Regions from separate parts of the Siniperca chuatsi genome. Here region 2 is linked to region 1. The links are chromatin contacts, called in public Hi-C maps. All regions are on one chromosome and are shown on one strand. Each heading gives the region's core, a stretch centred on a gene start, on an enhancer-like site or on the middle of the called end of the contact. The rest is flanking DNA. Distances are from core to core; before and after follow the strand shown.

The links. Hi-C and Micro-C count contacts between places; a contact is called where the count stands out from the background.
Region 2: a Hi-C map of skeletal muscle shows a contact between it and region 1, with 11 times the contacts expected there. The contact joins the promoter of zfp36l2 here to the promoter of LOC122884456 in region 1. A contact is called at or near these places in 2 of 3 Hi-C or Micro-C datasets (skeletal muscle and an unstated tissue).

Annotation. Positions count from the first base shown.
Region 1 is chrLG11:5,825,779-5,832,443 of ASM2008510v1, forward strand. LOC122884456 (hydroxycarboxylic acid receptor 3-like) reads left to right here and starts at 2,441. Exons shown (of 2, transcript XM_044214411.1): 1 at 2,441-2,574; 2 at 3,621-5,239. The coding sequence starts at 3,697. The coding sequence ends at 4,689.
Region 2 is chrLG11:6,117,910-6,124,574 of ASM2008510v1, forward strand. zfp36l2 (mRNA decay activator protein ZFP36L2) reads right to left here and starts at 2,820. Exons shown (of 2, transcript XM_044214730.1): 1 at 2,399-2,820; 2 at 1-2,173. The coding sequence starts at 2,488. The coding sequence ends at 971. thada (thyroid adenoma-associated protein) reads right to left here. Exons shown (of 38, transcript XM_044214723.1): 38 at 5,342-5,996. The coding sequence ends at 5,673.

The DNA.
Region 1 (6,665 bases), core at 1,191-3,690:
ATGTTCTCTCTCAGTAAGCACAGAGAGCCTTCACTCACTGCCCTTTTCAAATCACTTATGATCAATGTTGAGTCCGTTTGGTATGGGAAACTGAATGGACTCAAATTAGATTGAAATCACAGTTCTTCTATTGTTTTCAGAAAGCACACCTCATGTCTGCAAAACTCTACTGATCTCCTGCAAAATGAAACACACACACCATCATCTTATCTGGTTAAATAAAGGTTTAATAATTATGAAAAAATATGATTACTAATACATTTCTAAAAACCAATTGAACATTGATGTGCTCAATATAAAACACTATCATGAATGGAAAACACTAGTATGAATGCCTTATCATGAAATGTAATGGGTCTTTTGCACGTCTAGTGTTACACTTACTACATGTACAGTAGTCTTTATTTTCCCAAAACACTGTCTACATCCCAACATACACACAGCTGGATGTGTAAAGTGTTCTAGTAGAAAATACAATAGAAAATTGTACTGTATACACTACACTGTATACAGTAATGAGATGTGATGAAATGACATGACATTGATGTGAGATAAGATGAAATGGGTCAAAATGAGGTGAGGTGGTGTTACAAAATCCAAAATAAGATAAGATGAGATAAGATGAGGTTGGATAGGATTACATGAGGATTTGAGATCAGGTGAGAGGAGTTGGGTTGCACAGGTATGATGAGATGACCTGAGACGGGTATAATGGGTTGAGGTGAGGTAGATGAGATGTGTTTAAATGAAATGAGATAATTCGAGATGAGCTAAGATGAAATGAAATATGATACAATCAGTCCAGAAGTGGCCAGGTGACACTAAATAAGACACTTGATGTGACACTTCGAAACCGAAATTAAGTTCAGTGCAAGTCCACACACAAAAAGTAGCTAAAATAGTTATGCACTAGTTATACACTGGCTAATGCTTGTAAACTAAAACACTGGAGAGGGTTAAAAGTACGGAAAAGACTAGTATTTGACATGACTAGTGATTAGTTTGGAGTAACTAAGTGTTTTTTATTTTACGAGGGAATTAAGTATTAACCTCTCATGAATGCTATCGCACTGCTTATTTAAACCACAGTATGTGTATTTATATTTTAGTCTGTGTAATGCCCCTAGATGATGACAGCAATGCTACAGGGGAGTGCCCTGACTGGTGCAAAGTACAGGGAGCTTTGTTGTAACATCCATAACATCAGAATAAATACAGTGACCAGTGGAGTTCCTGCAAATGTTCAATATTCATGGATGTGAATGTCAATAAAAGCAGTAAAATGTAAGTGTGTGCGTTAATTTGTTGGCATTCACTGTACCTATTTCTTTCTATATAGGATGTCTACTGATGCTATTCTCAGAGGTGTTTATGATAATGAAGGGATAACAAAATGCTATTGTATTATATTTTATTAAATGTTTATCAAAGGCAAAAAACAATACATAGCTCTTGAAATATAATTAATTAGGATTTGGGCTGTTGATATTAACCATTCAGAAGCGAAAGTCAAATTATATCTCATTACTAATGGGTAGGTATTACATTGACAGGGTTGCTTCTTCTTAATAACATCTTATTATTGAGCTATGATGAAATGAAATATGATACAATCAGTCCAGAAGTGGCCAGGTGACACTAAATAAGACACTTGATGTGACACTTCAAAACCGAAATTAAGTTCAGTGGATGTGATGAAATGATATGAGACAGAAAAGGACCAGACCATATAGGGCAGACTGACACTTTATAATTTCATAACTAAGTGGAAATTCTGATGTCACTGCATGATAGTATAAAGGTCAGATATAAATTTTACATTTTACAAAATACAGCACAAATGGTAGTGTAAATTATTGCAATGGAAGTGTACCATTGGCAGTAGCTACTAGATATGCACTGATATGTACAGTACCTACAGTATACACCTATGCATATACAAGACTGGAATTACTGTTTAATATTAACACATATTATACAGTAGATACAAATGTATCAATGAAGTGAAATGTGTAAATGAGGATATTGATATACTTATGAACACAGAGGCAGAGTTTTTTTTTTATGTCAACATTAATAAAAGTATTAATGGAAGTGGGTGTGTGTATGCGTTATAAGTGTCATCACCGACAACAACAACAACAACTATCTCTGTCAAGAAATAATTGTCTCGCAATAATTTCTGTTTTTTAAATGATGAATTCTCATTCATCAATACAATATTCCCATAAAGGTTCTTTGGTATAAAAAGTAGGACAAAAAAGCGCAACAAACATGCAATTATGCAACATTATACAACTGTGATCCCAAATACCAGAAGTGATTGTCTTTTGTCAGTTTGTTTTCCCTGGAACCATCATGGCCATCCTCGTGTTGTGACATGCCCTCAGAGGAAGCCAGCTTTTATACAGAAGATCTTGTCCCACTAGATCACTTGAAACACTACTTGAAAGCGATTTGTACACGTTATTGCCTTTGTCTGCTGATAATCAATCAATAAGACAACTCTGACCTCTGAGAAGGAGGGTGTTCAGGTCTTTTAGAGGGAACCAAGGATTTCAGTGTTGACTGCTGGTGAGTGCTGGAAGTTAAACGTTTTCTGTACTGCACACTCATTTTGAGTTTAGACCTTTAAAAGACTGACAAAAGCGTTTTTACTATCATGATGTATCTCATGACTAACATCGCAATATGAAGGCAGTTGAACAATACAATGTTATATTTATATATGAAGTGATGTAGAGTATAGATAGGAAAAAGCAAAACTGTGTCGGCATACAATTTCACACATTTTATCATATATTGTTATAGCCCTGAAAGAATGTTGTGTTGTATGAAACAAGAACTTTGGCTTAAATGTCACTCTATGCTTTTTCAGGTAAAAATTGACAACACTGCTTTATCATATGGAAAGTTCGGATACATTTTTTTATAAAAAGTCTAAAATTGATTTTTAAGGTACATGGCACACGGGGACAGAAATTACTGTAGTTACAGACACACCTCCTTCTTGTCTTAAAAGAATAGTTTGACATTTCAGGAAATATGCCAATTTGCGTTCTTGCTGAGAGTTAGATGATAAGATCGGTACCACTCTCATGTCTGTACACTAAATATGAAACTGCAGCCAGTAGCCAGTTAGCATAGCTTAGCTGAAAGACTGGAAACAGGAAACAGGAGGAAACGGATTAAACATGAAATATAGCATTTTAATTAGTGAGCTTTGAAGTTGCCGGTAGGTGGATTTTGTTGCCTTCGGACAGGGCCAGGCTAGCTGTTTCCAGTCTTTATGCTCGGCTAAGCTAACTGGCTGCTGGCTGTAGCTTCATATTAAATGTACAGAAATGAGAGTGGTACCAGTCTTCTCATCTCACTCTTGGCAAGTTGGAAGCGAATAAGTGTATTTACATTTACATATATTCATTTAGCAGATGCTTTTGTCTAAACGTACAAATGATTTACAATCCAAGCCACAGCAGATCAAGGAGAAACCTTCGAGAATAAGCGCTGCAACACTCAGCGTGTATTTCCCAAAATTTTGAACTTTTGCTTTAACTATATGATCCATGAAATATCAAAGTCTAAAACGTTTTTCTCTCTCATTCTCTCCTCTGTGGAAGTTTCAAGAACATTAGATCTTCTGAAAATAAGAAGCAGTGGAAAAACCAGAGTGATCAGACTGCATTCATATCTGAAATGGAGTTGATGACTGGCACCAACGAGTCGATAAATGACACTACCATTTTCATGCATTGCCAACCCACCCAAGACCTTGGAACTTTGTTCCTGCTTTTTTTCATGATCATTGAAGTGATTGTGGGCCTGCCAGGAACCGTAGTAGCCTTGTGGATTTTCTGTTTCCGCATGAAATTTTGGAAACCCCACACTCTCTTTCTCTTTAACCTGGTTCTAGCTGACTTCCTGCTCCTCATCAGCGTACCCTTCCGCATCGACACCCACCTCCGAGGGGACTGCTGGGTGTTTGGACACGTCTGGTGCCGCATCAACCTCTTCATGCTGGCTGTCAATCGCTCTGCCAGTATTGCGTTCATGACAGCTGTGGCACTGGAACGCTACTTTAAAGTGCTCCATCCGCATCACTGCATCAGCCGTATGACTTTAACTCAGGCGGGTTGGCTCGCAGTCCTGATGTGGATTGCTGTGATCGCCCTTCGGATTCCGCTGGTGACCTACAACCTCCTCAACCAGAGTGGCACCGTCTCCCAGTGTCGCAGCTTCAACTCCTACATTGTAATCCCTTTGGCGATAAAGGTACACTACGTGGCCTTCACTGCAGAATTCTTCCTGCCCTGGTTCTTGTTGCTGTTCTGCTCAGCCCGGATTGCATGCTTCCTGCACAAACGGCAGATGGGCAGGCAGAAGAGGGTACGGAGGGCCATCCGAGCAGTAGGGGTGATCAGTTTGGTGTTCACCATCTGCTTCATGCCAAGTATTGTCACAGGCTTAGGCGGGATGTACATCAAGTATTTCTACCCCAAGGACGACACGTCCTACAATCTCATCACCCAGCTCTTTATGATGTGCATCGGCTTCACCTACCTCAACAGTGCTTTGGACCCTGTCATCTACTCTTTCTCTAGCTCCATGTTTCTTGATGCCCTCAAAAGCTCTTTCAGCTTTAAGAAAAAGAATGTCAGACCGGCCAACAACCCAGCTAGTAACTGCTGAAAGGCAGAAATAATAAAATATTACATATTTTTTCAAATGGATAGACTTCCCCAGAACAGGGTTGTAGGTTCAATCCTCAGATTGTTGAAGAATCTTGAGGGAGCTGCTGAACCACTCTGATAAGTGCATTGAGAACATTAACTATATGGCTAATGCTTGTAAACTAAAACACTGGAGAGGGTTAAAAGTACGGAAAAGACTAGTTTGTTTTCTCTTAGCTGATGTTCGTTTCCTATTCTATATTTGACATGACTAGTGATTAGTTTGGAGTAACTAAGTGTTTTTTATTTTACGAGGGAATTAAGTATTAACCTCTCATGAATGCTTTCGCACTGCTTATTTAAACCACAGTATGTGTATTTATATTTTAGTCTGTGTAATGCCCCTAGATGATGACAGCAATGCTACAGGGGAGTGCCCTGACTGGTGCAAAGTACAGGGAGCTTTGTTGTAACATCCATAACATCAGAATAAATACAGTGACCAGTGGAGTTCCTGCAAATGTTCAATATTCATGGATGTGAATGTCAATAAAAGCAGTAAAATGTAAGTGTGTGCGTTAATTTGTTGGCATTCACTGTACCTATTTCTTTCTATATAGGATGTCTACTGATGCTATTCTCAGAGGTGTTTATGATAATGAAGGGATAACAAAATGCTATTGTATTATATTTTATTAAATGTTTATCAAAGGCAAAAAACAATACATAGCTCTTGAAATATAATTAATTAAGATTTGGGCTGTTGATATTAACCATTCAGAAGCGAAAGTCAAATTATATCTCATTACTAATGGGTAGGTATTAAATTGACAGGGTTGCTTCTTCTTAATAACATCTTATTATTGAGCTACAGTACACTCTTTTGTTTCACTTCAGTCATAGTCATTTCATTCATATCTGTATCGCTGAGCAAATCAGAGATGTGGTCTGTGATTCGGATGTCTGGAGCCAGGTAAGGATTATAGTATAATTTGAAAATAATGTTAGTCATAGATACTTTATTACGTTCTTGGAGGATGTTCTTGTCCACAGTCACTTGCAGCTCTACACAGAGCACATCAATACAGCATGTACACATTAACAATACACAAGACATACGATGCTTCAGCACAGCTATTACAGTCAATACAATGAATATGCAAATGTTTGAAATGGACCAAAGGGTAATATGTGGCAGCATACCTGTGAAAGAGGGTAGGTAAACAGAAAGACAGAGAGACAGAAGGTAGATAGAAACAGATGGGGGACAAATCAAAGGAAAAACCTGAATAAAAGTGTTGAGAAACATATCATATGCAGATGCTTCTGTGCACCAGCGCTCACTGAATGGTTTGGTGAGTTTGAAAATGACGTGAATAAAATGCTACGGCCTTTACAGTCATCAGATCTCAACCCAGTTGGATCTCAACACCTTTGGAAGATTGTGGACCAACCTGTAAGACAATGCTCTCCACCACCATCACCATAACACCAAATGATATAAAATAAACTCTCATCTTCAGATCTGTTCAGCGATGTCTGTGACTGCCTCTGATGCTATATGTCCTTTTGTTATGTCTGGCTATGTTTGTTTTTCTTTCTATCTGCTGTACTCAGGTCTCTCTTGCAAAACAGATGGCGGAGGATGACACACTAGAAATAGTGAAAGTATTGGTAAAGGCAGCCTGCGCTGTTCGTCAATATTTCAACATTTGTGCTGTATAACAGTAAAGACTTTTATGTCTGTTGTGTCTTTGAGATTCACTTTTTCTGCAAGAAATGTTTTACTTTGAAAATATGACGGCCCATCTGTTTCCTCGTGTATCGCCGTGACAAAGAGCATGACATAATTGACCCATCTTCCTCTTACAACCCTAGCTGTAGCCTAGCTACTGGCAGTGGGGGACACGCTGTGAGGACATAGCAAGCCACTGTTGACATATTATTTTATTATATACATTGAAATATAAGCCTATTATGGCAATGCTCGTATTA
Region 2 (6,665 bases), core at 1,570-4,069, 290 kb after region 1:
TACACTCCACTTTATGCAGATTAATAATGGCGATCATAATTTAAACATAAAAGAATATAGATCTATTGCTTCATCATACTTGATAAATACAGTATGGACACAAATTACCAATGTAGCCTATACTTTTTTCACAAGATAATAAATAAGTTAAATAGTCCATAGCCAGTTATGCACAGCTATGTAAATCACTCAAAAAAACAGCTAAAAAAATATATACTCAACCATCAGCAGTGATTTCCCCAAACAAACCCAACTCAAGAGTGCTTAACCAAGCAACAAACTAGACTAACCAAACGAACCACTGGGTGGCGCTGGGAGAGGACAGATCTGGAATGGAAGTTGAAGCTTTCAGAGAGGAAAGGAAAAAAAAAAAAACACACTTTGATAAAGAAAAACAAAGTTACTTTGAGTCAAGGCATATTCTTGGCAGGATGGGAGGAAATCTGAAAACCGCTTACAGTCTCTTCTTCTTGTCAAGTCATGTTACCCACACATCTAAATCCCAGGAAAAGTGTGGCTTGCCTGATAGAGCAAAAGGGAGGGGGCTGCCATGAGCCCTTGGGCAAGGCACTGATGGAATGCCTTCTGTTTGCTATCTAAGTTTTAATACAGCTATATTACATACAAGGAAAAAAAACAAAAAACAACTAAACTAATGCCAGGTCAAGGACACTTTAAACTGTATGAAGCTTTATTGATCCCTGTGGGTGAAACTCTTCTCTTGCCCCCCTCCAGGGAGGTCAGAGCAGGGTCAGCACCCCTGGAGCTGCTAGGGATTCAATGTCTTGCTCAAAAGGCACTTCAGCAGGGTGGTTGCTGCTGAAATTGGGTAGAGGGCCAGGGGTGAGGGGGCTTAACCGGGATCCTCTGCTTAAAAGGACAGTCTACCTCACTCACTGACACCCCCTGGCTCCTCAACCACCCTGCCCGACCAGTCCATAAATCCACGTGAAAACAAAATAGTCTGTTACTAGTCATCTGAAATCGACAGCCTGCTGAAGATTGGCAAACGTCTTCCAGCGTCCAGACTCGGGGACTCGGAGCCGCTGAGGCTCCCGGAAGAGCTGAGGGACCCGCTCGCATAGCTCTCCCGGTCAGAGAGCGAATCTGGCGGGCTGGGAGGAGGCTCGAACACCGGCGACTCGCTAAGGCGGCGTAGCGCCTGCAAGTGGCTCATGTTGTAGGTCGGAGGGGATGGCGGGCACACGCTGCTCTGCATGTTCCCGTAGTAGGCACCGGTGGAGTGGTTGTTTGCGTAGCCGCTGGGGGTGTGCACAGCCAGGGGGGCCAATAAGGCTTTTAAGTCCTGTCCGGGGAAAGAGAAGGCACTGTTGATGCAGGACATAGAGTTGGGAGAAAGTACCTCCTCGTAGAAGCTGGAGACGGAGGTGCAGGAGGAGGCGGTGGTGGGTGGCGGTGGGGTCCTGGACGTGGGGCTGTCGAGCAGGGGAGACTCGAGTCCGTGGTGGGTGGAGAAGCCGGAGAAGCTGAGGCTGTGGTGAAGCTTTGGTCTGTCCCTCTGGATGTAGCCAAGCTGCTGCGGCGGCAGGACCTCCCTGTGACCGTAGCCGCACAGCTCGCGAGCCGACCTGGGCTCCCCCGCCTGCACGTTAGCGTTGGCGGCCGGAGCGGGCCGGCGTTCGTCGGCGTTGTGGATAAAGTGACACCGGGGACCGTACGGGCAGAAACCGATGGTGTGGAAGGTGCGGCACGGTTCCGTTTTGTACTTAGGGTGGCGGGACAAGCTCCTCAATTCGTGGTAGCCGTGAGCGAACTGACATTTCTCCCCGTACTTGCACGAGCCGTTCTCCTCGAAGGGCCGGCACAGCTCGGTCTTGTAGCGGGTGGAGTTGATCTGAGAGCCGGGCTTCTGCTGCAACACGCCCCGGTCTCCGTTCTCGCTGTAAGCGCGGTCGCGGAACTTGTTCTCCTTGTTCATGAGGGCCGTGGCGCTGCTGTTGCTGCTCGGTGTGTTCTCCTTCAGGCTGCTGTAGGAGCCCATCGAGTATTTGTTGCCGTTGTTCATCGCCTCCACGTTGCTGGTTGAGTTTCTGCGGAAAAATCCCGGTGTGAAGGAACCACCGGAGCCCGGAGTCGTGACTGGAGCCCCCACCGCTTTCTTGTCCAGCATGCTGTTGATGTGGAGGGCGTTCATGTTCATGCTTTTATCTTGCTGTAGGAAAGAAAAGACGAGTTAGCAATGTACTTCAGGCACCAATTATGCTACTATTTTGACCACATGGCATGTATGAGACAACTCTGTTTGCCTGCAATGTAACTTGTTGCCGCTGAACACATGCTAACTCCACTGAAGTTGAAGCACGCTGATTCAGCTATGCTTAAGTGCTTCACCCTGGATGCACTACGAAAAACTCCCCATATCTTGTCAAACTTTTACCTTGTAAAGCATGTCCATGTCGTAGAAAGCAGACAAGACGGTCGCAGACATCTCTTTTCCCCAAGTTTGCTGCCGCACTCCCTCTTTCATGGAGGACCGACCAGGATCCTTGAATGCGACGGGTGGTAGTTTGTGCCACGACTGGTTTTTGGTTGTGGAAAAGTTGCTTTAAAAGTTTGCAGTTTAAGTCCGTAGAAGATGGGGGGGAAAGGGGGGGCTAGGTTTGTATTGTTGAGTTGTAGGTGGCTTTAGTTCCTCCCCTCGAGAAGCGCTGAACCAGAGTGCTTCACTGTGCGCTCGAGCCTTTTCGCATGGGTATAAATGCCTGGCGGTGGCCGGGGAGGGGCGAAGTTTAGTCGGTGCAAACCTTTGCGAGGAGCCGCCTCCTCCCCTCCTCTCCGAAACAACTTCCATTCACCGGTTGGCCGCCTATTCTTTAACACCACGCCTTGAAATCCAACCCCAGCACCCCCATCCCTCCTCACACCCCTCAAAACTTTTTCTTTTCTTAAATCACACAACCAATTTTGTGGAAGTTGGTTTTGCTTTTTGGCTTGGCTCTCGCTGAGAAAGAATGTCGAACCATCAAGTGACGTTACTGCGCATGCAAGCTGCACATACCCCTGATCCTCTAACTGAAGCAGTACGTTTGGAGGCTGGGTGCCTTGCTCAAAAGCTCCACGACTGCATTACAATGAAAGGGAAATGGTTTCTCCCCTGCGCCCTACCCCCAGCAAAGTCCTGGGGTTTGAGCCGGCGACCTACCAGTGACAAGGCCACCCCTCTAGCCTCTGGACCACCACATTTGGAAGCTGACATGTATTTGTAATGGAAGGAAATGCTGCCTCTCCCTCCCTCCCCCTCTCTCCCTGTGGATGGGGTGAGACCACAAGAATGAGCGGAGAGGAGTCCAGGCAGAGTGCAGTACAATTTTTAGAATCCACTGGTTGCATAATCAACTTCCACAGTGCAACAGCAGCCTATTCCAGTCTACTACACATGGCAAAATAGACAGTTAATGCCTACTCTGCTCACATGACCTCCTCGTGTATTGTTTCAAACCTAAACTTCAAGATGTTGACTTTAACATCATATTAGAAATCTGTCACTCCTAAAGCACAACATGCCGAGTCATTAACACAAAACGGATTTACTCTGATTAAATCTTTTTTTAAAACCACTCCTCTGAGTTCCTCCCTAGCTTGTTTCCCCCCCCATCTCCGAGCCAGGACTGCAGGAATGTGGTTTTCATGTGGTACAGCGGAGCAACACTGCCCCCGTGAGAGCAAAATGGGAAATTGACTGGGAAAGACTGAGGCGCCACCTACTGAGCAGAGCCGGAGGAAGATTTCATTCAGGCCCATTTGGCTGCAATAATGTCATTTTTTTTTTTTTTATATATATATATATAAGGAGAAATTGTCCTGCCTCATCTTTTCACAGAGAGGATAAAGTAGACTTCCAAACACAGAGAAGCATCCATGTTTAGAGATGTTTTGTCAATTTCCACCCAGTCGCCACAGTCCCTTCCCTTTGTAAAGTCAAAGAGTGCAGTGCGGTTGCAATGAGCTGCCCCTGTCTCAACATGATGTAACCTTCCCAGGATGAAAATGTCAAACTACTCCACTCTACTCTTGGAGTTATGTCAAGTTTTAAAAACCACAGTGGAAAGATTGTGGAGTTGGCAGCAGAGGACGGGGCTCTATATCAGGGCTCCACAAGGCAGATATTTTGGTCAGGAGGGTGTAAAAACTTTGTGCAGCACATATCAACAGAAATTGCCGGGTTTCTGCGACACTGGTAACCATTAAGTCTTTTCCATATAGGATCATAATTGGAAGAGTGGTTATAAAAATGATTTTTCATTATGTGACATGATTCAATATTCTCTTAAGTGCTGAATGGTTTGGTTTGTAGAAGCAGGGAGGGAGGTAAAAAAAAAGAAAAAAAAAAAGAAGGGGAAATAGCAATAGGCGAAAAACAAGTGACATAAGAGCTTGGAATCTACTACTACCAACCCTAAAATTAGGCTGAGGGCTGCCCCAGGACTATTTGCGCTTTGTAAGTTGTGATAAATAGTTTAATGTGAAGGACAGACACAGGGAGGCTCCTGAGAAATCCCTTGAACATGTCCTCGTCCGCAGAAACCGCTCTCCCATCACACGGCTCTGTTTTTATTGGGGGATGTTGAGTTGTTCCAAAACATTACATCAGTTTTACTGTAACAGGGAACATGGCTACCAGGGAGGGAGAAGGGTCCAGCTGTAAGAAAGGGCAGCATGAATCCGTATGCACGCACACACACATACACACACGCACACACACACACAGAGAGGACAGTAGTCCATTGTGCCGTCCTCCTAATTACATAACCAGGAAAAGTAGAGGGAAGCATAAAAACACAGTCCAATGGGTAGAATCCTGCAGTAAATTAAATATCACAGGAAAATAACACCTCGTATAAACATATAGTAGAAGTCAAAGCATATACTGAAATACAACTTTGGTGACGTGTCAGAGAAAACACTTGCTTTCACAATGCCATGCCTCGGACATAAAGCTCAGTTGCTGCACAATCGCACCATTGAAGTTAGTGCTCGAAGCTTTAGGCGCTGAGTTGTTTTGTTCCAACCTTAAATCCCTGGTAGATGTGGAGAAAGCAGAACGGTCTGTGTACTCAGTACTGACACTGTTGAAGTTTGCCGTGTGACACATTCCCACTGATAAGAGAACAGTGCATCGAGTGTTGTTTTGCACAAGCTCGGGTTGAATTATTGTTATGGCTTCACAAACGGCCAGACTTCTCCACGCATATTCACACAGTGTTAATATTATTATTGTCTATTTTTTTCTCTCTCCTGTCAAAGTTATTAACATTAAGGAAGTGCGACATTCAACTTTATGCCTTTCCTTTTAGGGAAAACAGAACATTGGAATCAAGAATGCAGTCATTTCCGACATTTAATTAAAAAGACATCAAGGAACAGTAATCATAAAAATGATGACAAAAACGAAAAACACATCTGGTAATCAATGAGGGCAACATTTGTAAGACAACATAAGAGAGAAGTTCAGAGTAAAAACATCCTATTGTTTTCTTCATTCCCTTGATTTGATAATAAAAAGACGTGACCACAAGGCCAGTCTGTGGTCTCATGTGTTGTTTATTTATCTGATAACTTATCCTTTAGTTTAATATTAGGAACCCTGACTCAAACAATTTTCACTAAAATAAAAAATGTGGTGCTATTAGAGCCAAACACTGCTGACTCCTCTACCTCAGCCTCTCCAGCACATCTAGAGCTAGAGTGGCCCTCTGGTGCTGCAGCACCAGCCGGGCGTGCTCCATGGTGCAGGAAAACTGGGGCAGGGCAGGGAGGGAGTCCAGGGCCTGCCGGGAGCTGAGTGCCATGGTTTGGGCCTGAGTTGACAGTGTATGGATTTGGTGAACCTGGTCCGGCCCTGAGATTCCTGGGGCCTGGGTCTGCTTGAAGGTCAGGATGAGGGAGCCAAGATGTCTGTGAAGCAGCTTCACCCACTGGACCGGCTCGGCCCACAGGTTCAGATCCCCCTTCTCGAACAGGAAGTCCTCTTCATCCTGGTCACAAGTAAAACAGGAGTCAATTTACTCGATGTTGATTTAAATCAGTATTATTTTGGCCACTTGGGGGCAGAAGAACAGGCTGTAAACACAACATAGACACATAAAAAGTTGATATGATGAAACTGTTGCCTATTCACACATCAGACACGGAGCAACATTAGCATTCATCTGGAGTTGTGTTTCTGGCCACCTGACAAATGCAAGTTCAATATTCACTCTCCTTTTGGCTTTGTTTCCACACACTTGACACATTGAGGGAAATATGTGGCTCTTTAGCTGCTAAATGCGTCACAGTGTTCACCAGCTAGTCACAAACTTTGTCTGACTGTTGTTTGGTGCTGGGCAGGTAGTGTACAGTGGGTTTATATCACAACTTTTCTTTTCTGAAAACAGCTGCCTGCTGCGGCTGGAACTGGGGTCGATGAGAACGGTGAGAGTGAACCAAAACGTAAGGCTGGAAAACCAAAACAATGAGCTCAAAGATGCTAAAATTCTCTCTAGAACTGTTACTTTGCTCAAAGTTATGTCCTCCAATGCCTCTTAGCTGTCTAACAGGGTGCCTTCTAAGTCTTAAATAGAAAGAGACGACCAATTAAACAAGAACCAAAACTAAACAGGCGGCTAAACAAAGTGCGGTTGGAGAGCAGAAACCTTGGTGGCTGC